Regions from separate parts of the Muntiacus reevesi genome. Here region 1 is linked to region 2. A link is a contact called in public Hi-C data. All regions are on one chromosome and are shown on one strand. The core of a region is the stretch at or near the end of the contact, and the rest is flanking DNA. Distances in the headings are between cores, read along the strand shown.

Region 1 (4,167 bases), core at 744-3,243, 420 kb after region 2:
TGCCTCATTTGCCCTCACAGCAGTTGGTTAAAGATTCAGCCCTCGTCTAAATCATTTCTGTGAGTACCACAACCTGCACTGCATCCCTGTAGTACTGTGAACCACCAGTTGGTTTTAAGAAACTTAGCATAATATTTAAAAGAAAGTAGCATGACTATGGGGCTTCCCTGGTGGCTTAGCGGTAAAGAATCCACCTGTAGGAGCCTTGGGTTTAATCCCTGGGTCGGGAAGATCCCTTGGAGAAGGAAATTGCAACCCACTCCAGTATTCTTGCCTGGAGAATCCCATGGACAGAGGAGCCTGGTGGGCTACAGTCCACCGGGTCCAAAGAGTTGGTCACAACTTAGTGACTAAACAGCAACAACAATAACAAAGCATGATTACGAGTTTAGGAAAATCTGCAGAATAAGCACATTTGTGAGAGAAGATGCTTATATTTGGCCTCTGAAGGATAATATTTGGTGAAGAATTATCATCACAAAACTCAACAGGATAAACTTCATTTCTGATATTTTTGTAATCAGCTTGGCCTGGAAAGGAGAAAGTGTGTTTTAGGTATACTAATTAAACGAACAAAAAACCCCTTAACTTAGATGCAAAACTCACTGAAAAAAAAGAAAAAGAAAGTAATTATTAATAACTCTAACCATCTGTGAATATTTTGGGAGTTTTTCCTTTGGTCAACAGTATGATACACTGTTTTATTCTCAGTTTTATCATTTCTCCAAAGAGATACACATTTGCTACAAGAATTTTAACTCTTTAAAATATTAATATATTTATTTGGTTGCAGTGGGTGTTAGCTGTGGCAGGTAGGATATGGTAAGTATGGAATTTTAACTGCTAGACCACCAGGAAAGTTTTAACTCTTGACTTTGATATAATTTTCAGTTCAGTTCAGTCGCTCAGTTGTGTCTGACTCTTTGCGACCCCATGAACTGCAGCATGCCAGGCCTCCCTGTCCACCACCAACTCCCAGAGTCCACCCAAACCCATGTCCATTGTGTTGGTGATGCCATTTTAGACTTTAGAAAACTGCAGAAGTGCTACAGAGTTCAGATGTGCCCTTCACCCAGTTTCACCTTGTGTTACCATCTTACATAACCACATCATATACAGCAATCAAAGCTGAGAAATTACTTTGGTACACTACTGTTATCTAAACCATAGTGCTTATTTTTTTCTATAGTTTTCCCTTCTTTGTCCCAAGATCCAATCCAGGCTCCCATATTGCATCTACTTGTCAAGTCTCTCTCATCCCCTAAATGTAATAATTCCTCAGTCTTCCTTCTCATTTATGACTTTGACTTTTTTTTGTTTTTTGACTTTGGCACTTTTGAAGACTACTGGTGAGCAGTTTTGTAGGATGTCTGTCAATTTGAGTTTGTTTGATGTTTTCTCATAATGAGAATGTGGTTTTGCATTTCTGGCAAGAATATCACAAAAGTGATACTGTGTCCTTCTTGATCTATCATTAGGAGTTTCATGGTGATGATGTTGACCTTGATCACTTGGTTAAGGGGATGTCTTCCAGGTTTCTCCACTGTAATGTTTACAGTCATCCTCACCTCCCCCCATTAATAAATATCTTTGAGAGATCCCTTGATACTATGCAAATTTCTGTATCTCCTCAAACTTTGACCCACTAATTTTAGCATCCCTAGATTTTCCCCTGCTTTTTAATTATTGCTGTGATATCCTTAATGATTTTTTTCCCCTTGGTCTTTCTACATTTATTTGTGGAAATTCTTTAGTAAAGTGGAGTTTTTTTCTTCCCTATTTATTTATTCATATCAGTGTGAACTCAGGTATTTATTTTATTCCAAAGGTTATGGTCAAATAGTATCATTATTTATTTTGTTGCTGAAATCTACATGATATAAATGGCAGAACAGCTTTCCAGTTACACATCTGTGTCGTGAATTATTGATCCAGTTCTTCAATGCCTGACATTTGAGTGGTTATTTGATACTATTTATGATGCCTGATATTGGAGAAGGACCCGGCAACCCACTCCAGTATTCTGCCTGGAGACTCCCCATGGACAGAGGAGCCTGGCAGGCTACAATCTATGGGGTTGCAAAGAGTCGGACACGACTGAAGCGACTTAGCATGCATGATGTCTGATATACGTAAGCCTTTGAGTTTTTATGTTTTCATAAATTAGGTCTCTAACAGCGGAATTTTGAATGTTGGAAAAGTTGTGGTAACTCAACACGTCAACACGGAAATCGCAATCTACAGACCTAACCCAAATTACGGTGCTGTGAGCTGAGAGAGGCAGCAGATCCTGGAGCTCAGTAATGCCCCTGCCGGCAGGGTCACGGAGCACAGTTGTCAATAACGACACGTAACAATAAAGTTATTGATGTTGAGGCAGGGACTTCCGGTAGGGGCAAGTCTAGTTCCGTTAGGGCCTAAAGCCTTCGTCCTCTCGGTCTACATCCCAACCGGAAATACTTGTACCCCGTCGAAAGCCACGTCGGTCCAGGACTCAGTCCCGCTCACGCAGGGGAGGGAATCGCTTCCGGAGTCAGGGTGTTCTGGCTTGCCCCGCCCCGCCGCCGGTGCCGCGCTGGAAGCCTCAGCGCTCCCGGAAGTGGCCCTGGGCCTCTCTGTGTCTCTCTCGGGGTCCCCACCTCCCCGCTGCTGCTGCGGGCCGCGGGGGAGGCGGCGATGGCGGAGGCGGCTCTGCTGCTGTCGCTGCCAGAGGCGGCGGCGGAGCGCGACGCTCGGGAGAAGCTGGCTCTGTGGGATGGGAGAGCGGACACGACGGCTCCGCTGACCGACCGGCAGACGGACTCGGTGCTGGCGCTGAAGGCGGCTGCCGAGGCCCTGCCCGTGCCGGCCGAGGTGAGGCGACGGCGGGAGCCGGGCTGGGTCAGCTCCGTGGCCGCGTCCCCCGACATACCGCCCTGTAGACCCCCGCCCCGGGTCTCTGCCCTCCTTCCCGGGCGCGGGGACGGCTCCGGTGGGCGAGGCTGCTCCCTTTCCCGGGCTGTCAGGCCTCTCGCTGCCCGGGACCGCCGGCGCTCCCCCTGCGGCCCGGGCCGGTTGGCCGGGAGCTTTGCCCCGGGTGTCTCGCCCCGGGTGTCCCTGGGGTCACCGAGGCCCGGTCCTGCCGCCCACACTCTCCCGGAAGGAGAGCGCGGCGAACCCGAAGTGCTTCGCTTTCAGGACAGCCTCCTGGTGGTGGTCGTTTGCCACCTTAATGAATAACCTGGCTTCCTTTTTCCCTAGGGGCGCCTGGGGAAGACCAGAGTTAGCCCCCGGTGACAGTTTTCATTCATCGCACGTTGATCTGTTGAGCTCTCAAATCAAGTGCCGGTTGTGTTTATATTTATAAAAATGTTTCTCTTTGGAAGCTAGGTCAGTACATTATTATTAGATAATGCTGGTTTTCGGCTTTAGTGTCAACGTTTCTAATTATAAGTACCATTTTGGGATGCTGTGCATTTTACTGCCTGTGTGATTCAATTCAATTAATTATAATATCAAGAAGTATGTTTCATGAGTTGTCAGATGTTTGACAAACTTTTTCTGGTTTGGGGGCCAGGTTTAGAAGGTCATTTTATTTGCACCCATAGTTACTTTTGATGTTGAAAGCCTTGTTTTCACACGTTGGTGTCCAAAGGCAGGTGGAGTTAGCGATTTAAGCTTTTAGAGGGTAAGAACTTCGGTTCGAAAGTTCTCACTTACACTGCCTCATCCTTTGCAGTAAAATACAGGTGTTCTTTCTTGGGTTTCTCTGTCCACCTGTATAAGTCTGTGCTGAAAGTGGATTTAAAATAAATGAAGAAGTAGGTAGAAATTTGCTTTGACGTTGCCATCAAAACCTTTTATGCTCGGGGAATAGAAGTTGTTTGCTCTGTAAATATTTCAGTCTGTTTATAGTTGGATCTGGCCTGTTACCAAAGCAGTATGCTTGGACTTCACAGTATCTTTGGCAAACTGTGTCCCATAAGAAAAGTGACCCAATTTGTTTCTATTGCCTTGGGTCACAAACTATTATTCTTCCTATTGAGCATGAGGAAAAGTGGTTGGAGAGAAGTAAATGGAATTTCTTCATTTTCATCCTATTATGAGATATTCGTGCAATATAATGCCTACTGTTAGCCCCATGCAGTCATTTAACATATATTATGTGCCTGACTGAGGGCCAGGAAT
Region 2 (4,182 bases), core at 1,229-3,728:
GGCCAAAAAAAAAAAAAATTTAATCTGAATAGAGTTAGTATAAACCATGAATAGATTTCAAATTGGTAATCTAATTAAAATGCAGTAGAGCATATGTCAAAATAACCTAAAAATAAATATTTGTAAACACAGCATTTCTTCCTTTAGTATAAATAAAAGAGTGTGTGTGTGTGTATATATATAAAACTACTAAATGAGAGAAAATAACTAGGTAAGTATTAGTTATTTTCTTATTCTCAATTTACTATTTTTATGTTTAAACATAAAACAAAAAAGATTATTACAATGATAAGACTATATAGGAAGTAGACTCCAATTGTTCAATGTTGAGATTATGTTATTAGATATATTACACATTCACAGTATTTTGTAAATATCAGCAACACAGTTTTGATACCAAAATGAAGGGTAGTAATTTCATGATGTAGATCTTATTCAATTTATTCTAATGACATTATTTATACATCTTGAAAGTCGAAAGACCAGACTGTTAAGCTACATCAGAATAAAGGAAATCTATTTTAAGGCTCAGTTTCTGAACATAATCAAGGGTTGAAAACACACAAAAACTTTTCATTTCATCCTTCCCCTCCCAACCTGCTAATAAAATAAATATATATATTATGTATAAATATATATCTTTTACTTCATTGAAATTCAATAACATTTACATTTATCTGTAATCATAATTGCCCATATTTACTCCTGATACTGTATGTAAATAGACTGACTGTTTTCCTTTTCTACAGTTTCTCCATTTTTTCACAAGAAGACTTTGCTTAAAGTTTTTACTTACAGCCAAGACCCTTAAAGATTCTTTTACAGCAAAGCTATGGTGTGTCAATGATGAACGCAAAACATAGACAGTTACGACAGATGAGATATGAAGCACTGACATAGGGACCAAAGTGTTACATTTTAGAACATCTTTTAAAATACCTTTTTTTTCTGTTTTCTTCTGGGAGAGACACTGAAGTCATTGACCCTTGCATCATGCTTTCGTGGAAAATAAGTATGTTTAACTGGAAAACAAAAAGATTCATAAATGTTAAAAACTGTACGATTATTTAATATTTTGCTAGAGCATGTCATAAATACTTGAGTTACAATAGTGGCAGCCCACTAGAATCCTCCTGCAATGCGGAGACCCAGGTTTGATCCCTGGGTCAGGAAGATCCCCTGCAGAAGGGAATGGCAACCCAATTCAGAACTCTTGCTTGGAGAATTCCAGGGACAGAGGACCCTGTCAGGCTACAATCCATGGGGTTACAAAGAGTCCGACAGGACTGAGCCACTTTCACTCTCACCCTTTCTAGGAAGAATAGTGATTCACACACAGTTCCTGCCTCAAGGCCTCTGCACTTACAAGTCTCTCTGCCTGCATGGCTAAGCCCCAGACACATGCACTGCAAGAGACTCGGGTTCCATCCCTGCATCCACCTTGCATCAGGAAGATCCCCTGGAGAAGGAAATGGCACCCCAGTCCAGTATTCATGCCTGGCGAATCCCATGGACAGATGAGCCTGGGGGGCTACAGTCCATGGCGCCGCAGAGAGTCAGACATGACTTAGCTACTAAACAGTAACAACTGATCCCTCACCTCCCTTAAGTCTCTGCTCCAATGTGACCTTACTCATGACTGACACTGACATTTAAAACTGTGACTCTGCCTTCTCTCTCCACAGCACTCACTGCCTTCTAATAGACACTGCTTTATTTTGTTTATTGTCTCTGTCATCTTACCCCAGGAGATGTCAAGGCCTAAGATAAGGATTTCTGAATGTTTTGCTCACTGCTGTACCCTCACGTCCTGGCTCATAGTTGGAATCAACCAAATAATTGCTGAACTAAATGAACAAGTCGGGAAATCGTAACTGTGGAACAAACTGTGAGACATTAACGACCAGACTCCAAGAGAGCAAAGCAGTATCAGAAGAAGAGAGGAGAAGAAGGGTGGAAGAGGAGGAGGAAGTAGGGATGGAAAAGAAAGATAAGGGGTGGTACGGAAAGGCGCTAACAACCTACCTGGAGTGCTATGGGGCTGCTGATGCCAAGGAAAACCACCAGGAGACTGCGTCCAGTACCGTGACGCTGACGCCTGGAAATTCCAGGAAGGCTGGCCGTTGAGTTGAGGCTGAGAATCGAGGGGGGACTGGGCGTCAAAGGGGGGCTGCGCCCCGGGAAGAATGTGGGCGTCGAAGGGGGGAGGTGCCCCGGGGAAAGTGCGGGCTTCCGCGCGGGGCTGTGCTTCTAAGGCAGGCTCGGACCCTGCTGCGGGAAGCGACGAAGGCGGCGGCGGCGGCGGCATCGCCCACGGCATCCAGTTGTTCGGCCGCGAGGCTCGGTCGCTTAGAGGCCCCAGCGTGGGTGTCAGCTCGGGGGCTGGGAACCACCCGGCGGGAGGCACGGCACCACCAACCGGCTCGCCCATCGCCACCCGCCTGGTAGTAAACCCGGCGTGCGAGAGCGCAGCAAGCTTAGGCGTCACTTCCGTTACCGCCAATAGCAAAGCTCAACCAATCACAAGCTGAAATGTCATCGGCCGGCGCCGGAAGAGCTTCCCTCGCGTTCGGCGGCTCGCGGGCTGCCCGTCGTGGAGTTCTGACTCGGCTTGGAGACACTTGTGTACGCCTGCAGTGTCTGACCCCGCGGATGGCGAGGGATCTGATTGGGCCGGCCCTGCCGCCCGGCTTCAAGGCCGGCGGGTCGGCGGAGGACGAGGAGCGGGACTCCAGCCCCGGTAAGCGGCGACGAGTTACCCTCCCGCCAGCCCCTCCCGCCCAGTCTCTGGCCTGGCCCTGGTCCCGACGCCTGGGAGGGCGGACGCCTGGCGAGTGGGCGCGGCCGGGTCCGAACTAACTCTCCTTCCCAAGCGGAGTCGTAGGGGCTGCAGAAACTAGCTTTGGCCTATAACCGTTATCACGATGAAGTATCCGCACTTAGCGCTTAATGGACTGCACCCTCAGCTAAACCGTCGATACGCATTTCAGTCCTTTAACCCTCCTGGCCACTGCGTAAGGTAACTATTCTTCGGTGATACGGATGGGGACACTGAGACTCGGGCTGTTGCCCATGCCGAATCGCTCGTTAAGTGGCAGAGCCCTATTTAGAGCGAAGCCCGTGCTCCGAACCTCTGTGCTGTCTTGCCTTCTGACGTACAATGAATGCCCTTGGATCTTGCAGAATCTTTGCCCTCAAGCCCCCGGCCAGCCTTCCTGCCCCTCTCATCCTGTCATTTCATCTGACAGAACAGTTCAGCGCTCAAACCGGTCCAAGTGTCTGCGCAGCTCTTCAGTTTCCTAGGCTGCTTCGGGCTTTGCCCTGCCCTTTTTGACATACCTGACAAACTCCTACCTCATCCTTTGAGCCCTAACTTCAACGTCAGCTCAGTGAAGCCTTTCCAAACTGTCTCGCCCTCCTCTCTACCCATGGGGGGGTTTTTTGTTTTGTTTTTTCCTACTTAAATACAACAGGTATTTAATACACTTTTGAAATAATTTGTTGATATAGCTGTCTCCACCCATTGCTCAGTAATCTTCTAGTCCTAACACATAACTGGTACCTCGTATTTGCCAAAGAAAAAGATTCTCGGAGCCCTCCCTGAGCATCCATCTCCTTTCATGTTTGTTCTGATGTGTAGCCTGGGGTTGACTGAAGTTAGAAAACAGTAAAGCTGAAGGAATAACCCTCCCATTTCTGAATCTAATTTGCACTGTTGACTACCCAGAGGCCATGTTTCCACCTAGAGATTTTTTTCCAGATCTTGTTTTCACTGTGGTTTTTAAAAAATTAAGTGTTTATTTTAGCAAGGAAAGTTCCCTTCAACAATGATTGAAGAAAAGTGGAGTTAACCCAATTTTTTATTTAGCACACAGGTTTGAGATGGACCAAATTAATTTTATTTGAATACTCTAGAAAACTGAATGCTGGGAAATGTCACCTGAGATCATATTTAAAAACTGGGGTGAAAATGTTTTCTCGAGACAAGTCCCAACATCCAGATACTGCTTTGTGGAAGTTGAGTGGAACCTGGGCCTTTCTTACTCTGACTTTATTCTCTTCATCTGCAGTGACCTTCATACCACTCATCTCAGCTACATTTGCAGTCACACGCCGGACCTTATTCCATTTCTGAAAAGTTTTTTGGGAAGGGAGGGAGGCATCTCATAGCTTGTGGGATCT

Evidence for each region. A called contact is a pair of places that touch in the nucleus more often than the background predicts.
Region 1: a contact with region 2 is called in a Hi-C map of blood, with 4 times the contacts expected there. The contact joins the promoter of COG3 here to the promoter of NUFIP1 in region 2. A contact is called at or near these places in 2 of 3 Hi-C or Micro-C datasets (blood and muscle).

What each region holds. Positions count from the first base shown.
Region 1 is chr11:14,386,451-14,390,617 of mMunRee1.1, forward strand. COG3 (component of oligomeric golgi complex 3) reads left to right here and starts at 1,994. Exons shown (of 23, transcript XM_065901999.1): 1 at 1,994-2,853. The coding sequence starts at 2,677.
Region 2 is chr11:13,965,297-13,969,478 of mMunRee1.1, forward strand. NUFIP1 (nuclear FMR1 interacting protein 1) reads right to left here and starts at 2,479. Exons shown (of 10, transcript XM_065901888.1): 1 at 2,026-2,479; 2 at 940-1,022. The coding sequence starts at 2,431. GPALPP1 (GPALPP motifs containing 1) reads left to right here and starts at 2,556. Exons shown (of 9, transcript XM_065901890.1): 1 at 2,556-2,740. The coding sequence starts at 2,653.